6 separate regions of the Mus musculus genome follow, and regions 1, 2, 3, 4 and 5 are each linked to region 6. A link is a contact called in public promoter capture Hi-C data. All regions are on one chromosome and are shown on one strand. Each heading gives the region's core, a stretch centred on a gene start, on an enhancer-like site or on the middle of the called end of the contact. The rest is flanking DNA. Distances are from core to core; before and after follow the strand shown.

Region 1 (2,700 bases), core at 32-2,531, 1.5 Mb after region 6:
AATATGTTAATTTTTAGGCAGGGTCTTACAAGGTTGTTGCCTGTGAACTTGCTAAGTAAGTAGCCTAGGTAGGTTTGAACTTTTGATCTTGCAGCCTCCATAGGTGCTGGGATACACACCTGTACTACCAAGCCAGCAACAACTGTCTTGAAAGTAACATTTTTTTTTAAACTTAGCATCAAATATATTTCAAATGCAAACTTGGTAAAGTTAACGAAAAAAAAGGGGGGGGGAAGGTATCAGGTTTACAGTCAATCAAATTAAATCATTAAAAGTTTTGCTTTTTGATTCTAGATTATTCATTCTCAATAACCTAAGGTCCAAAAGATGGTTATATTGTATGTCTGAATAATTTTGTAGAATAAAGAAGTAATGACTTACCATTACGACGTTAAGTAATAAACTCAGAAATGTTAAGTAGCGACCAGGAGAAATGACAGGTCTATTTATACACAGCAACAGGGGGTCTACCAGCCCAACTTTATTTACTGTCCTCTTAGCAAGCTGTCCCCTCTGGATGTAGGAAGTTTAAACAGGGTGTCTAACCTCACGCGGCCAGTGCAACCTTCCTTATTGTGGAACATTCAAGAAACTTGAGCTACGGACTCACCCCTTGGGTGAATCCTGACCCCCACCCCGCACCTCCCCAGAAGAACCGCGCAGGATTCTCGTAGCTCCGGCGCTGGCCTCTGACATCTGCCACCTGAGGCCCCGGGCTGCCAAGGGCGGCCTCGGGGTGCGCCCGGGGACTTCCACCCGCGGGAGCGCCGAGCGGCGGAGGGAGGGCGTGTCGCCTTCTTCGGGGGCGCCTGACCTCGTACCCAGGAGGATGCTCCCGCGCTACCTGGGGAGGAGGGTGACAGCACGGTGGCGGAACGCAGGCCCGGGGAAGCTGGCAGGGCGACGCGGTCCGCGCGGGCCGCGAGCCCTCAGGCCGGGCTCCCGCACCTGCAGTCCTCCCGGGCCAGGCGCGCCCAGGGGTGCGGCGGGGTCCAGGCTCCCCCGCGCCCCGCAGCCTCCCGCGCGCCCGCCCGCCGTCCAGGCGGCAGGTGTCCCCGCGTCCTACCTCGGCGCGCTCCGCGACCCCACGCCGTCAGGGGAAGGAAGGCGGCTCCTGTTGGACTGCGGCGGGTCGCGTCCTGCCCGGGCACTCGGACTCCTCACGTGACCCTCCGCCCCGGAGCAGCCGCTCGGTGCCTGGGCACAGCCACCCAGCCAGGTTCCCGCGAACCGAGGGAAGGGACGGCCTCGAGTGGGAGGGGGAGGTATGCCGCTCCAGGAAGTGACGTCACAGCACGGCACCGCCCCCGGAGGCCCACACTGGGATTGCTGGTCCCTGTCTCTGCAGTGGCCCGAACAAATCTAATTTTATCACAGGGAATCGACAGTTTTTTTTCCACAGGCTTTATTACTAGGGAGTTTCTGAGAAATGGGGCTACAATATCTAGTTTGCCAAGTAGATGAAGAGAAGACTTCAATTCCCAGAAGGCACTTTGGCTAGCATAAGTTCGGGCTAGAGCTTTGCATCATGGGACTTGTAGTTATCACTGGTTGGGGGGGGAGGTCTAGAAGGTTAGTCATTTTCCATAATTAGCATTTCTTTGATGGATTGACAACTGATTTGAAGAGTAGGCAGATAGAACACTATTTTATTGTGTATTTGTCCCTGTAATTTAGGACTATGGTAAAGATTCCTGAATGCCTGAATTTCTGAATTTAGCCCAAGTGAAAACAGTATTAGGCTGCTTAGATTTGCTAATTTGAAAACCTTTAGTGTTTCAGCAACACTATTATTTAATATTATATATCAAAGTTTACAGAACCATTTGTCAGTACAATCGAGTTGTCTTATTTAAAGATCATTCAATGATTTCTAGGGCTTTGGAGCGATACCTAGAAGGGGAAAATTGAGAGTGGTGATTCCAAAATGATAATGTGATTTCTGACATAGGTGTAGCTTTTATTGGAGAAATAAGTATGAGATAAACAGAATTCGTTGAAAACATAAAGATATTTTCAGGATGAAATTGCCCTTTTTGTCCTTGAATTAATATAATTGAATAAAGGGAAGAAAAAAGTAAGGCAAAGAAAAATGAACCTTGGAATAGTTTTCTTAATAGGGCTCCAGGGGCCAAGGAAAGAAAAGCGCTCAAGAAATAAGAGTGTACAGGTAGCATAGTTTGAAGAAAGATGAAGATCTTGTAAAGGTTGTTGGAACTGTTTGAGTAATTTTTTTTCAGATTATTGAGTGGAACATAACAGGATATACATATATACAAACATATACATATATACATATGTATATATCGCATATTTTCTGGTATTGATAAATGGCTAGATTTTACTTTCAGGAGATAACTAGACATTTTTAGTAATCAAAGAAGAACATTCTGTGTGTTGTCAGATAAGGGCTACAACATAATCTATATATACAATATAATCTATATATATACTGGCCGGTTCCTACTTATAGACTTTTAGTTTACACTCTATGCAGTGGTCCACAATAGAAATGAACTGTTTACACAGCTTACAGAATAAGATTATTTTTCTGACTTTTGTGTTGTGTACTTTTATGTATGTATAATAAGAGGGCATTTGAGCTCACCCAAGGTATCGTTAGACAAGATGCATAGCTTTTATCAGCCTGAGGTGATAGTGGGGTGAGCGAGAAGATGTAAAAACTACAGGATAAAAGAA
Region 2 (2,862 bases), core at 266-2,765, 1.3 Mb before region 6:
TTATTTAATCCCCAGGATGACATCAAATTATACATACATTTTTTATTAAACCTACAAGTCTCATATGAAATATGTCACTGAATTAAATTCTTAGAGTGTTCTAACAAATTTCATAACAATATTTGAAAATTGATGTTGGTTAGGCTATTGCTGTGGTAAACTAATATGATTTCATATGCCTACAAAAGAGAGTGTTAAGCTTTTCTGCATGTTTGCCAAGTATTTGATGAAAACTTAATTTTCAGTATGATGATAGTGTCCCTTTGACATGAACATGTAAGATGTCACGGCTGCCTTCTGAAGCAAACCTATCAATAGCAGCCCAGAATATGAATTCATAACAGAAGAAAACAACTTCTTGATTTAACACATGTCAAAATAATAGATTCCTACAGGCATGTTGGTTCATGTAAACATATTTCCAGTTTATTATAAATATGGAAAACCCACAATATAAAAGTCCAAATCACTATGATCTATGATGTGAATTGCTCCTAGAAAAGGTCTCAATTTCATTAGGTTGCACCTTGCAGTTTGTTTGTTTGTTTGTTTTCTATTACATACTTAACTTTCTTGTGTTAATTGTTGATCTATTGCTGTGAAGAGACACCAGATCAAGGTAACTCTAAGAAATTATTTAACTGGGGGCTTGCTTACAGTTTTAGAGATATAGTCCATGATTATCATGGCAGGAAGCACTCAGGCATGGCAGTAGAATGTTAACTAAGATCCACAGACAAAGGCAGAGACTGGGCCTAGAATGGGCTTTTGAACTCTTAAGTTTCCCTCAGTGACACATCTCTGCAACAAAGCCACACCTAATCCTTCCCAAACAATTTTATCAGCTTGGAACTAAACATTAAAATACATGAGACCATGGGGCCATTCTCATTCAAACTACTACATTCAGCTCCCTGGCCCCCATAGGCTTCTAGTCATATCAGAATGTAAAATGCATCAGCCAACTTCAAAAGTCTCCATAGTCTTTTATTTTCAAGACAGCTTACAATACCAAAGTCCTGAGTGTCCTTGAGACTTAAGCCTATTTCTTAATTGTAAAACCCCATAAAAACAAAAAGCAAAATGCTGACCACATACTTCCAACATACAGTGGTACAGAATATACATTACCATTTCAAAGGGGAGGAGCAGGAACTTATTAATGAAGCACTGGACCAAAGCAAGGCTGAAATCCAGTAGGACAAACTCCTAATGTCAAAGGGCTGAGTAGATAGCTCTTCATATCTCCCACACTTCCCAGATTTGCTGATAGAAACACACTTAACAATCTTGGGCTGGTTCCACATCCTGCCTGGAGCTTCTCTCCTTGGCAGATACAACATACTGTGACTTTTCCAGCACTGGTAGATCTCCATCACAATCCATCCTTTACATTCACAGCTTTACACAATGGCTTTCCTGGACTTTCCTGCAAAGACCTACTGCCATGAACCTTTACTTTAGTAATAGCTTTCCTAAACCGTGGAACATTCCACAATACCTTTCCTGTGTCCCACTTAATTCTAAAGCCAAAGCTACATAGCTGAAGCTGCCAACTTCTCCTGCCTGCTGGAGCTGGAACCTGTCCCCTCCTTGAATTACATTTGCATAAGCTTTCCATTGTTGTTTAGGACAAAGAAAACTTTCAGGTCTTTGTTTTCCTTGGTCACAGGATTAGGTTATTGGGGTCTTGCCCAGAGGTTTCTACTCCCTTTTTTCTATCCAGCATCAGGCCTTTAAGCTTCTTCCATGAATAAGCTCCAGTACCAAATGTCTTGCTTCTCTTTTTCTCCCCAAACTTTACATTTTGAATTTCTCTTTGTCTTGTTTGTTTCTCTTCACTGTAGATGTGCATAAGAATGAATAAAATCACTACTTGGCACAATTAATATTAGGCTGTCTTGAAGTCTCCTCTGCCAATGATATTAGTAGAAAATTCCATTTTACCACAGGTGGATTTGTTGGCAGAAAGTAGCCACATTCTCTGCCAAAGTATAGGGAGAGTGCACTCTAATCCAGTTGATACTCTTCTTTTCACCAGTGCCTATGTAGTCCAAATTGTCCTCAGCACTATTTTTCATGCTTTTATGACCTAGGCCCATTATGCCCCACTTATTATTTAACCAACTTTTCTTGTCCAAAGTTCCAAGGTCTTCCAAACAACTGTATCAGTTATACCTCTATACCTTCATCACTTTTTAAGTGTATTTATCCTCTAATTTTTTGCTTTATGTGTGTTTTCTACAAAATCTTACATATGCTTACTTATCAAGGCACTAATGACAAGTTTATATTTCAGTCTTTATTTTTCCCTGAAAATGCAAAGACCTCACAATTTTTCCATATTTTCTTCTCTGATATTAATCTAGGCTCATTTTCTGTTAGTTTCTTAGGGAGAATAAGAAAAAATGTTAGCATTTTTGACTGGTTTTATAGGTAAAATCTATTTAGTACATGCATGTAGAAGAGTACAGGTGTGTGCTTACACTAGCACATGTGTGGAAAATAGAGGACACCATTTGAGAGTTTTCTTCTGTCTCCTTGTGAGACCCAGGGACTGAATTTGTGTCTGCAGGCCTCCACATAAGTACCTCTACCCAGTAAGCCTTCTCTTTGGGCCTAATCATTCTTTTTCCAATTTTTCTACTTTACTTATGCTTTGTTCATTTATTATTAATTTATTCACATTTGTTGGAATCAACAAATAGTACTTCTGACTTTATAAATGAATGCTAAAGTTGATTAGATATTGTTCAGATATTACTTAGCAATGCCTCCACTTTATGGGAGAATGAATCCACTTCTCATGACTGCTCTAGGCAATTACTAGAAACGTGTTGGTTCAAAAAAGAAAGAGAGAGA
Region 3 (2,700 bases), core at 185-2,684, 1.4 Mb after region 6:
AAGTCACACCCTGTGCTTCCCCTGTAAGAGCGTCAGGTACACGGAGAAGCGCAGGGACACAGAGCAGACAGACACAACCAGATGCTGCTGGCTACGGCTTCACCTTCCTTCTTATTGATATAAGGTGGGCTTCAAGCTTTGAGCATCCTCGCTTAGTCTTCAGAATGCTGGTGGGATTACAGACATTTGCCCTCACGCCTAAGCGCCTTTTCCTGTGATCCAAGCGTCCAAGCAAGCATATAAAAGGCGCTTTGAGTTATAGAATAAACTCCTTACAGCTCTTCAAGAATGCTTTCCAAACTTGGTCACACTTGTTCTTACTGCTCTCTTCTATTCTGTCACAACTGGACATTCTTGGGCTGGGCTTGCCTCCTCACCACTTGCTTCCTCAAGCCACTCACACTTTACCTTGTGACAACATGAACAGAACACCTCCTGACTCCCCAGGACTGTTTCAAAAGCCATCCATCGAATCTTCAACCCAACAGATATCAAGCAATAGACAGTTGCAGAAAAACTGCTGTTGCTATGCAACATTTGGTCATTTATAATGCATGCTACATCTTCTTAATCAGTTCTAATATTCCTTGAGGAAAGGAGGCTGATAAATAAAAATTTCTGAGGTGCCCTAAAATGTAGAGGTCCAGAAGAGGGAAGACACAAGGGAAGTTAATTAGGTAACAGTTCTCTGGGGTTTGTTCTGGCTTTGTGGAGCATGGTGGGGGGCAAGAATAGAGACTTTAAAAGCCTGTGCCTTGAAATTCAATTATAGCGTTAGCTCATCAGAGGCACTTTTTTAGCTTTGTTGCTGGTAGTTTACAAAATGTGCCCCAAGTCTTGGTCCATTTCCTAGCTGATATATATTAATGGCTCAATAAACCCTTTTATTTCAAAGACCTTTGCTTCAAGACTTGTTTTCACGGGGGTCATATTCTATCACCCTCACTTTGGGAACAAAATCATACAGACTTAAAATTGTTTCTATCCTATACAGGCCCCGCTCCCGACGCAGGACATCACCGGACCTGGTCTTGTTCACCCCTAATCCTGTAAATTCGTGAGCCAGGGAACTTGCCGTGTAGAGCCCTGAGGGCTTGGGCAGAGCCGGGCTCATTCTGCGACACAGAACCTCAGAGATCGAGGACCGCCTGGCGAACCCGCTCGGCTGTTTCCGGAGCGCTACGGAGAGCACCGCCGGGAGGAGGGCCCGGCAGGCGCCCCGGCCCAGCATGGGGAGAGCTTGTCTGCAGCCCGCACAACCCCCCGCCTCGGCCACCGAATAACGCTGCACGGAAGCCAGGGACAGAACCGACTCACCTCGCGCGAGCGCACCGCGATCGATGCTCAACCGCCGGCGTCCGAGGGCTCGGTTCTTCGGCTCTTCCGGAGGTAACGGGGATTGCTCCGACAGGAAGTCCCGCCCCATTAAAACCCCGCCTTCACGTCTTCGCTCAGACTGGAGGTGTAAGCCGGGCCGAATTTGCCTTTGTAAGGGCTGGTCCGGTTGAAGTTACCGTGTTCTGGCATTCTCCTGCATACCCTTTCTTCTCTAAGAATCCCGTTTTCAAATCTCCACTTTTGTCTTTATTAGTTTATTTTTTTATTAGTTTATATCATATATGTTATATATTAGTGAAATTAAATATATATAATATATTATATATTATATATTAAATTATATATAAATTATATTAGTTAAATTTCTTTATTAGTTTATATTTTCCCATTTCCCATTCTGCTCTTCGGCTACAGCTAAATTGGAGTTGTGACTGTCATTGGGCACTCTCATTTGTTAAACCTGTAAGCCTAAAGGAGATTTTTATTTTTATTTTTTGCACCAACTCTCTTCTCCATAATTCACTTAGATACAGGTTGTTTGTTGTGGACTTGACGGCGGCAGGCAGTTGCTCTCCGCACCTGCAGCCCTCAATACTAAGGACCATAGGCTTTGTAAATACTATACAAGCACCCTGTCTTTGAGCCGCTTTCAAAGGCGTCGATTTTTAGCAGTGTTCCATTATGTAGCATAGGTTGGCTTCTGAAGTCTTTGAGCATCCTGCCTCCACTTTCGGGCTACAGGCACCTGCCACCACACCAGACAGCACTTGTGCTCTTACGTGCTTAAACATAAGTGTTAGAACGGTTTCATGAAGAGTCCCTGCACAATACAGATGAGGAAAACAAAGCTTGGAGAAGTCAGGGGATTTGTCCCAAACTCACACAACAAGAGCATAGCACCCTGACTCCAAAATCCGCAGAGAATCTTCATGGCTCAACCACTTGCTCTGGATGACCAACAAAGGCTAGTTTATGGTTCTTAAAATGTTTCCTCACGTGGAACAGTACCATGGTAAGTATGTTACTTTTAAGTGGAACTCTATCCAGATGACCTACCCACAAGATGACCACAATGCCCTGGCATAATTACTTGTGAAGTGATTGGTTCTCAGGAATCAAAACAAGAAATTATCAACAACATGTAACATGTCTCAGAGATGAGTGGCAGGGACAGCAAATCGGATTGATAAACCCACAAAGACAAAATGAGTCTACTCTTCTGAAGCCTGCTGCCTTAAGACACTGATGTGGGTGTCTATCACATACTCATGGTTTTTTGCTCTTCCACAAAAGACCTTCAAGAGCTTGGTTTTGGGGTCCTCTATTATCAGTTGTTTGAAAATAAAAATCTTATCAAATGCA
Region 4 (2,700 bases), core at 15-2,514, 1.3 Mb after region 6:
GAATGGTAGCAGTATGAAATGTTTCAAGTGGTCAAGAGCTAAAAGTGTCTCAAGCCCTGGTATTTCTGGCTCAGTGCATAGTAACTACCACACTGAACAGTAAACAGTCGATGGGCTAAGTCATGCTGAAATTCCCGATATTCTTCTTGTCTGCAAACAAGACAACAATATTGACAGACAACCAAAAGTTCCCACTGTATAACTGAGGGAAGGTTTGCAGGTTGAGGGGAGTCTGTCCTAACGGAGATACTCTGTAATATGGGGAGGTCAGGAGAGAGGGCTTCAAAGCAGACGCTTCCTGATGAAGTACATCGCTGGCTGGGCGATGGCCCCTCTATACGGATAGGCAAAGCTGTTTGGCCACACAGCAGCCTGTGGGCAGTGTTGACAGGACATAGACCGTTGTGAGCCCATATCGTGGGAAGGGCAAGTTCTATGTGTGCTTTGCATGCCCTGCTTTCCTTCTGAATTACTCACAAATCTATGACATCACATATCACTCTAAACCAACGAAGAAACCTTTAAGTCCTTGAAGGAAAGTATCTCCGGAAGCCAAGCTTTTGTCAACTGTAAAATAATCACACATTCTTAGGCCTTGACATTGAGACAGAAAAGAATTTGCTAAAATATATTTTCCAACATGATTTGTTTTCTAAGAGGGGCAATATCATGACTTCAGTTTTAAGTAAAAGTTGCCCCCATCCTTTAAAAAAAAAAACAAACGGAAGGAATATTTTTCTCTTTAAATTATTACAAATTTTTCATGTAAAAGGAGATGTTGAAAACAGGCAAGTAGCCAAATGAACCTCAGAATCGCAAGCTTGGCAAAGAAGGCCACATCTTGTCGTTCTACAGAGAGTAAAAGATTGTCCTGTAGACTCTTTCTTGCGGGTTCACCTGGAGGGATCACGAGCTTGAAGCTTTGAGAAAACTTCTAGGACAGACTTTTTCTTGTGGCTTCTACATACACCCTCCATGCGGGAAGCAGCATTTTCTCCCACCACAGCTCCATCCTGTCCCCCCGGGCTGCAAGGCAGCTGCAAGCCCTCTCCCCAGCCCGGGGGACCCCGACCCCCACAGCACTCACCCACTTCTTTCATGTAATCATCGAAGTTTTCACTGGAGACAAGCTTCCAGGTTCCCACAAAGGCATCACACATTTTGTAAACCTTCGAGGAGGAGCTGTCTTCCAGGTGAGAAAGGCTGCAGCACAGGAGGGTGCTATGAGCCTCTGAAGTCCAGATAGCTCACTTTTAAAGATGCCCTGACCATGTGACTGTAGGAGTGACCAATGGGGGCCAGATCATTTCCTTCATGACCAGACCCTGTATGTTTTCCTCTGAGTCATGTTTTTAATAGAAATTTCTCAACTTTGGTTCTCCCTGGCAATGATCACTGGACTTAGAGTACAAATTATTTTTAACCATGAACAGAGTATTTTAAAGGTTCCTGTTTTGACTGTCAAAAGCTAATGCATTGAACTTCCCCCCATTATTCCTTATGGATTTGCCTCATTGTGGAGGAGACAATTATCTTGGACACATTTGACCTTCTTATCTTGAGTTTTTATTTTATTAATACTGCAATAATGTGTTTAGTTCTTCTGAATTTGAGAACATAAAAACTATCTTAGAGATTCTTAGTCTTAATGGCTCTTTTGTTAGAATAGTGTTTATCTCAGGAATTTTAACAAAATAAATAATGACATTTTAAAGTAGCCTAGTTTTTTGATTTTTGGTTGTTTTGTTTCCTTGGTTTTTTTGGTGGGTTTTTTTGTTTTTGTTGTTGTTGTTTGGCTTTGTTTGGTTTGGGTTGGGTTTTGGTTTGGTTTGGTTTTTGAGACAGTCTCGCTGCACAGCTCTGGTAGTCCTGGAACTTACTACCTAGACCAGGCTGGTCTCTAACTCAAAGAAACCTAGCTGCCCCTGCCTCTGGATGCGGGCTACAGCGGCCTAGATTTATAATTTCAAATATTTAATACATACTTAAAATACATTCTGCTCATTGCTCAGGAATGTAGTGCACAGATTTAATTACATTAAAAGTTAAGCCTTATTCTTCCCATTCGTAAATAGCCATGTAGTACTCATTTTTACAGACCCTTCAAAAATGGGTCCCAATGCAAAATATGTCCCTCATTTCATTTTTGAAATATATTGTAAGTTTTAATTTCATGCAGACCTAAAGATTGTGGGTTTATGTGAATGATCAGAAGTAATGTGGTCATGAATTATCAAAACCTGTTTTCTTCTTTGACACAGTGACTCATCTGAGATAGCTTTTATAAAGTAATCCAGTTTCTCAGCCTCCCTGCCTCACAGCAGAATGATGGGAGATGTTCACATGTACACCAGTGCCTGCGAGCACACCCACATTTCAGGGTGTTAGAGAGAGATGGACTGCTGTACAGGGGCTCGCTGAGAAGTACCTGCTCCCAAGTCCCTACCAGCCCCCAAAGTCTGGGGAAACAGACTCTGAAACATGATATTTTCTGTAGGAAAATGGGCTACTGTAAAAGTTTGATAAATTTAACTCACAGTAACAACTTTTAATCGCATCTGCTAGTGTCAGGGGAACAACTTTCACCCACTATGGACTACTCTCAGACTCAGGCTTCCTACTGGATAAGACCCCCTGGATTGCAACTCAAATAAAATAAGCGATTTTAATGCAGGAATAATTTTGATAATGTTCTAAATT
Region 5 (2,951 bases), core at 38-2,537, 1.4 Mb after region 6:
AACCTTGATTTCTGCGTACAGTGGCTGTGGGTGGCGGGGCCTTAACCAGCCCTACTTGAGCTGACCCAGAGAAGTCCTTCCTGCTCTCAGAGTTCATCCTCTTAGACAGCGCCGGCTGCGGGGTTCCTGAGAGTCCCCGATGCCCCGTGAGACCACCGTTCCTGCTCCCTGGACGGGAAAAGGAGAAGGGTTCTCCTAAACGCCACAGCAGGAGGAAGAATTTCATTGCTATATGGCCCAACAATAACTGAGGAGCACAGTGGAGTCCTGCAGAGTTCCGACGGTTGTTGGAATGCAAGGCTCAGACACTAGTGTATGGGAAATAGTGTGCTCGTTCATCTCTTCATCCCGCCACTCTCATCCTAGCCAAACCGCAGTCGATTTTTTTTCTCCATTTGAGTGACTCAATTTCTCATTTTGAGAAAAAAAAAAAATCAAGTCCAAATTGTCCCTGCCTCCCACTCCTATCTGTTCCTTGCACCCCTGGAGCTGCACAGGAGGCCCTGTCCTGGGCTTCAAGGTCATTGTCTGGGTTAGCCTCAACAATGTAACAAAGAACCATTCTCTCCATCTTACAGAAACTCAGATTTCAACTAGGTCAGTTTCCACAGGAGCCCCAGCTGGGAAGGGCATGGGGGCTCCAAGAGCAGGACACTGTGACATCCCAGTCCATGTTAAACCCCAACAAGTCCCCTGCAACAGTAACTCCCCAGGCCATCTACATGGCCTGGTGAAGCCAAACTCCTTTGCAGTGACACTGGGTCACAATGGCAAAGGGGATGGTCACACACGTCATCACAGGGGGCTGTTCACCTCAACCTCTGTCTTTTCTGAGAACACTGTTATCTTTCAGCAGACATTGCAAGCCACAAAGTTTAGTAGAGTTTGACAGATTTTCTTTTTTCCTCCCAAGTTCCGATCTATTTTCATTATTTGTCTTTGGCAAATCATAATTGTTCTGAATTCCCAAGCTCTAAAGCAGAGTGATTATTTCTCTTTCTGAACTTTCTCTGAAAGTGGATCAGAGCTCCGCACTAGCCTAGGCTTGAGTTTTGGCAGAGCTACTGACAAAAAGGGAAGCGAATCTTTCCCTCTCCTGGCACTCACTGTAGATTAGATTCTAAAGTGTACTGGTATTTAAAATGCTGATTTATTAAAAAGAGGCTTTGCGTAGCTTTGAGATGGTTGTCAAGCAGGTTTTTCACCCTGTGGTTTATGGTGAGGCTCTGTAGTGCAGCCAGATTCAAAAGTGGTGAGGTTAATTCGGCTTTAAGCCTGGAGGCACAGGAGCTGGCACCCACAGTAGGAGCCATGTGACTCTGCCATGTTCTGGAGAGAGCAGGTGACTGGGCAGTTCGGGCCTTCATTTCTTCTTGGTTGTGAAGGAAACTAAAATGGTGCTGCCATCTATCTGTGTATGGGCAGAGCAAGGCGGGAGGAACCAGGCAGGCTTTTTCCTGACCAGCTCACTCCGAAGGCTGAGTTCCCTTGGGATTTTCTTGATTTGGGAGATCTGGTCTTTACCGGCAGGCAGTTGTGTGTGTCCCAGGAGGGTCAAGAACTCTCTGACCTCTCAGAGATAAGCTTGAACTCCTGCTCCCCCTGTCGCCACCTTCCAGCTACTGGGCTTACGGGAGTGGACCACCAATGCTTACTGCAAAGACTTCTGGAAACTAGATGGGTTCTTTTAGCCCTTGATTAAAAAAAAAAAAAATCACAGCCCATTGTTCCTCTCAGAACTATCCAGATTCTCTCTGGGCAGTTCTAGTCTTTGAATTTACCATTACAAACTGTCTTCAAAGAGCCTACCCTATTTTTGGAGCAACTTAGTTTCAAAGAGGAAAAGTCACACAGCTGGAAATGTACAGATGCTAAGCTTGGTGCCAAAGCTCTGCTCTTCTAAATGCTGCTCTGCTCCCTGCAAATACCAGCAAAACCTCAAGGTCACTTCAAGTATTGCTTTGTATTCTATGAAACTCCTAACAAACCCAAGGCAGTGTGCGTAACTTGTACTAGGCTTTATAGAAGGACCCTGACTTAAAGTTTACTCCCTGCTCTCTCCCAACAATTCCCAAGACTATTGACAATAGTATTGATAACTTCCTGTTATCGCCTAACAATTCCCAAGTCTGACATAATGGATTTTCAAAAATCTGCTCACTGTTTTGATTTTGGGAGAAAAAAATCTCTACGTGATGCTAAATATTTGCCCAATTTTGCTTTGTGTTGATTGAGTCAAGGTCTCTGTATGTAGCCCAGGCTGGCCATCAACTCGTGATTCCCGTATGTCTGTCTCCCAAGTACTGGGATTGTTGAGGTCACTTAATCTGGTGCTGTTTGGTTTGATTTTGCTTCTTTGAGACATGATCGCATATAGTAACGTGTAATTTTGATTTGACTGCATGGATTCTGCATGTGTTCTTGTCCGTTAGCCACTTCAGTATCTTTGCTGTTCACACACATTCTTTCAGAAGTCTTTGGAAGATAAAGTTGATATTTCCTCTGAGATGGAGAAGGGACTGGGAGTGGTCACCACATTTTGGGTTTAGTTCTTAGTCTAATTATTTTTAAATTTTGTCAAATCATAATCGCAGTCCGGGATGTTGCAACTAAGGGCTCATATCAGAGATGCCTTTCGCTCTCATTATTTATTTTTACTAAATTCATCAATAGTCCAATGGGAAATTTATTCATGTTATACCCAAATATGATTCAGTGATTATGATTTCTAATTAGATTTGGAGCCATCAGACTAAGCAAAGCTCACTCTTTTTGCTTTGGGTTCTGGAGACATGCTAAGGGAGTGTTCTGCCTCTAAGCTGTATCACTGGCACAAAGGGTAATCTTGTAACAACAAGCATTTTGCAGCGGTTTGGTTTCAGGGTCATGTCCTCACAGGCTCATGTGTGTGGGAAGGAACCTTTGTACATGGGACTGTGCTGGCAGGCATT
Region 6 (2,700 bases), core at 150-2,649:
ATCAACATGAACAAAGCTGGCAGAGACTGGAAAGCACTCACAGGGCTTGCACCAGGCCTACCCCAGGTCCTCTAAAGTGTGTCGCGGCTTCCAGCTTCTATGGGACTCCTGAGTGTGTGCACAAGTGCCTGTATTTCCTCCACCTCTCTTGAGCTCTTTAAATTCTATTTGTTTTGTCCAATTCTAATATGTTAAGTTTTTGTTATCTTTTTATATTTTCATTTTCTTATTTTAAAAGAACTCCTAGTGCCCTATAAGTAAAAATTTGTGTTTTAAGCCACTACATGTGGCAAAAATCTCAAAACTATGTCCTGGGGTCCTTCCCATCACTAGATCAAAGAAAAGTTTTGGCACTCAAAACTAAGATGACCCTACAATCCTGAGAAATAGCTACATGTGTACTGTTCAGCAATACCCACTAGAGAACAAAAACTGGAAATTCAGATTTTTCTTATATAACCCAACCTCATGTATACCCGAGTCTCAGAATTTTTAAAAATCCCAGCCTTTTGTATTTGCACTACTTCATGTATCTAAATTATTTTACAATGTTTTACACAAAGGGGGAAAAAACTATATTTTTAAAATAAAAGGTCACTTGCAATAAAGGAAAGTGAAACACTGACAGTTTAAATCATACGCCCAGTTCACAATAGCTTTAAGTGTCAATTCAATTAAGATGCTTGTGACAGGCCTCGAGCCGCCTTGTGGCAAGGCTAAGACCTGGAGTCGTTTTCCTCCAAGTCTGACGGGTCGCCCCACAAACCCGATGGATACCTGGCCCAGAATGTGTCACAAAGGTATGCAGAGAGAACCCACAGGAGCGTAAAAGCCATGGAAAAGGAAGAAAATATTAATCACACGCTCTGCTGCAGGTCAAGGGTAGAAAGCTACCCCCGCCGCTCCAGTCGCTCCTCTCCTCATCCCTAAGTCACCGGCATAGCCCATGACAAGAAGGACAGAATTCACCCCCAACCCACGCTGGCCCCTCCCTGGAGTCGCCGCCTGAGCCCCACCCCAACACCGACGGGCTCCCGCCCCACCACGCCGGCTCCTCCCAGCGTCCCGGGCTTAGCCCCTCCCCACGCTCGGCCCGGCGTGCGGACGTGGCGCCGCGAGGCCTGCTTACCAGTCGGAGCTCCGCCTTCCGCTGCAAGTCCGAGTGTCGCTCCAGAGCGCTCGCGAAGCCGCCTGAACGCGCCCGAGGAGCGGAGGAGTCGTGGGTTGCGCTCTCGGAACCACTCTCCGTGCTTGCATTTCGCAAAGGCTTGGAGAAGACAAGCGCTCTCAAGAAACGGCTCCCAGCAGTCCCGGCGTGGGACCTACACAGCGCCGCCATGACGCCTGCGCGACCTCTGACCTCTTCTGCACGCTTGCAGGTCAGGGGGCGGGCCGAGGAGAGCCCCGCCTACCGCCTTAATCCCAGGCGAGCCTACTAGTCCGGTAGTTTAAAGCTTGCCTCCCGCGGACGCCAGAGAGCGCATGCCTCCTGAGGGACGGGGTGACGCTACAGCTGCTGTACTACACGGTCTTCAGAGGTCTCCTTCGTTATCCTGTTAGAGTTGGAAGCCCTATGCTCACCAGCACCTCCTGTGCCTTCGTTACTCAGCACTTTCGAATGCGTCATGCTTTAGATTTGAAATAATTCTTAGTGTTCACCCTCCAGTTTTGTAAACTCCAGGAAGGAAGGAGAGATTGCCTTTGCAAATGGGCACAAAGTTGTTCCTAAAACTGATGGTAGGTCTGTCCTTGGCCACTTCTGTTGCCAGTCACATGCATTACAAAACCCAACAGAAGTTTTATCCTAGCTAGCTACCATCATTTCCTGTGAATTAAGCTTCAGAAATATGCTCAGGCGTAGCACTTCCACGCTCCCATACCCAAACACTTGATATTGTTTGTTTCTCCCCAGTGTAAATCCCCAGAATTTGTCCATCCACTTAAGAATCGAACCTAGTTGCAAAAGTGTTTGCCTTTTAAGTGGACCACTAGTCTAATCAATGTAATGTTAACCTACAGATTACTAAATCCAAGGGCGGGTGTCAGTTTTCTATGTCATTTGTACATAAATATCTTTTTTCCCCTTATCGAGGTCTCATGTAACCCATACTGGCCTTGAGCTCACTGCGTAGTTGAGGGTGACCCTCATCATCTGACCCTCCTGCTTCTCCCTGAATGATGGGACTTTACAAGTACTGTCACTACCAGGGCCAGGACAGAACCTCTTTTATGTCTTTGACTCTTAGTGTAAGTCTTCCTCAATGCTGCAGGTCTATTTTGACCTTAGAATGATGCATAGTTTTGTGGATAACTTACCACTCCGCATTACTAGTCACTGTAGGGAGTATCTCACAAATTCAGTAGGAGCCTGAAAAGTAGATTCCGCTTCAAGTGAGATCTCATTCTGCATACGCTCATTTCTGCTGACACTTAAGTGGATTCTTGTCGAAAATGTCAATCTCTATGGCTACTACCACTTTCAGTTCCTTTCGGAAACAGTGTAGCAAATTGTAGAGCTCCCTTTAAGAGCCCTCAGCAGTCTCAAGTAAGGAACTTTCATCCTGGGCAATCCAGTATCCCCGTGCAGATTTGGTTTTTCTGCTTGGGAAAGCAAGCTGCTCAGCAGTGCCAAGTTTAAAGAACTGCTTTGCAAACTTAAACTGTATCACTTCCAGTGCTTGTCTGGCATGGCAAGGCCCT

What was found. Promoter capture Hi-C pulls out the DNA fragments that hold promoters and counts their contacts.
Region 1: a contact with region 6 is called in a promoter capture Hi-C map of pre-B cells, with 3 times the contacts expected there. The contact joins the promoter of Snx16 here to the promoter of Mrps28 in region 6. A contact is called at or near these places in 4 of 39 promoter capture datasets (the 3T3-L1 cell line, liver and pre-B cells), 5 of 484 Hi-C or Micro-C datasets (CD4 T cells, Th1 cells, Th17 cells and 2 more) and 3 of 9 other capture datasets (adipose tissue, liver and macrophages).
Region 2: a contact with region 6 is called in a promoter capture Hi-C map of stem cell-derived epiblast-like cells, with 2.9 times the contacts expected there. The contact joins the enhancer-like site here to the promoter of Mrps28 in region 6. A contact is called at or near these places in 9 of 39 promoter capture datasets (the 3T3-L1 cell line, 3T3-L1-derived adipocytes, hippocampal neurons and 4 more) and 2 of 115 datasets of contacts at active chromatin or transcription factors (embryonic stem cells and kidney).
Region 3: a promoter capture Hi-C map of pre-B cells shows a contact between it and region 6, with 10 times the contacts expected there. The contact joins the promoter of Impa1 here to the promoter of Mrps28 in region 6. A contact is called at or near these places in 12 of 39 promoter capture datasets (the 3T3-L1 cell line, 3T3-L1-derived adipocytes, the C10 cell line and 8 more), 7 of 484 Hi-C or Micro-C datasets (CD4 T cells, CD8 T cells, LSK cells and 4 more), 2 of 115 datasets of contacts at active chromatin or transcription factors (astrocytes and fibro-adipogenic progenitors) and 3 of 9 other capture datasets (adipose tissue, liver and macrophages).
Region 4: a contact with region 6 is called in a promoter capture Hi-C map of 3T3-L1-derived adipocytes, with 3 times the contacts expected there. The contact joins the promoter of Fabp4 here to the promoter of Mrps28 in region 6. A contact is called at or near these places in 6 of 39 promoter capture datasets (the 3T3-L1 cell line, 3T3-L1-derived adipocytes, hippocampal neurons and 2 more) and 1 of 9 other capture datasets (macrophages).
Region 5: a contact with region 6 is called in a promoter capture Hi-C map of liver, with 5 times the contacts expected there. The contact joins the enhancer-like site here to the promoter of Mrps28 in region 6. A contact is called at or near these places in 7 of 39 promoter capture datasets (the 3T3-L1 cell line, 3T3-L1-derived adipocytes, the C10 cell line and 2 more), 1 of 15 datasets of contacts at CTCF or cohesin (large pre-B cells), 1 of 115 datasets of contacts at active chromatin or transcription factors (astrocytes) and 1 of 9 other capture datasets (embryonic stem cells).

What each region holds. Positions count from the first base shown.
Region 1 is chr3:10,438,849-10,441,548 of GRCm38.p6, forward strand. Snx16 (sorting nexin 16) reads right to left here and starts at 1,282. Exons shown (of 8, transcript NM_029068.4): 1 at 1,067-1,282.
Region 2 is chr3:7,578,101-7,580,962 of GRCm38.p6, forward strand. The region is part of intron 2 of Il7 (interleukin 7); the gene reads right to left. Among named protein-coding and RNA genes, the nearest start is that of Gm16685, 33 kb to the right of the region's middle. Within about 2 kb of position 1,516, at least 11 of the 459 cell types and tissues checked have an H3K27ac peak or open chromatin away from gene starts, as enhancers often do. A contact at or near this core is called in embryonic stem cells and stem cell-derived epiblast-like cells, where this site is marked.
Region 3 is chr3:10,330,005-10,332,704 of GRCm38.p6, forward strand. Impa1 (inositol (myo)-1(or 4)-monophosphatase 1) reads right to left here and starts at 1,435. Exons shown (of 9, transcript NM_018864.6): 1 at 1,318-1,435. Slc10a5 (solute carrier family 10 (sodium/bile acid cotransporter family), member 5) reads right to left here. Exons shown (of 1, transcript NM_001010834.2): 1 at 1,730-2,700.
Region 4 is chr3:10,207,352-10,210,051 of GRCm38.p6, forward strand. Fabp4 (fatty acid binding protein 4, adipocyte) reads right to left here and starts at 1,265. Exons shown (of 4, transcript NM_024406.3): 1 at 1,088-1,265. The coding sequence starts at 1,160.
Region 5 is chr3:10,291,619-10,294,569 of GRCm38.p6, forward strand. It overlaps a transcript of Fabp12 not described here. Among named protein-coding and RNA genes, the nearest start is that of A930014E01Rik, 4.9 kb to the right of the region's middle. Within about 2 kb of position 1,288, at least 43 of the 459 cell types and tissues checked have an H3K27ac peak or open chromatin away from gene starts, as enhancers often do.
Region 6 is chr3:8,922,458-8,925,157 of GRCm38.p6, forward strand. Mrps28 (mitochondrial ribosomal protein S28) reads right to left here and starts at 1,400. Exons shown (of 3, transcript NM_025434.3): 1 at 1,130-1,400. The coding sequence starts at 1,339. Gm52601 (a long non-coding RNA gene) reads right to left here and starts at 1,115. Exons shown (of 2, transcript XR_003954436.1): 1 at 1,017-1,115.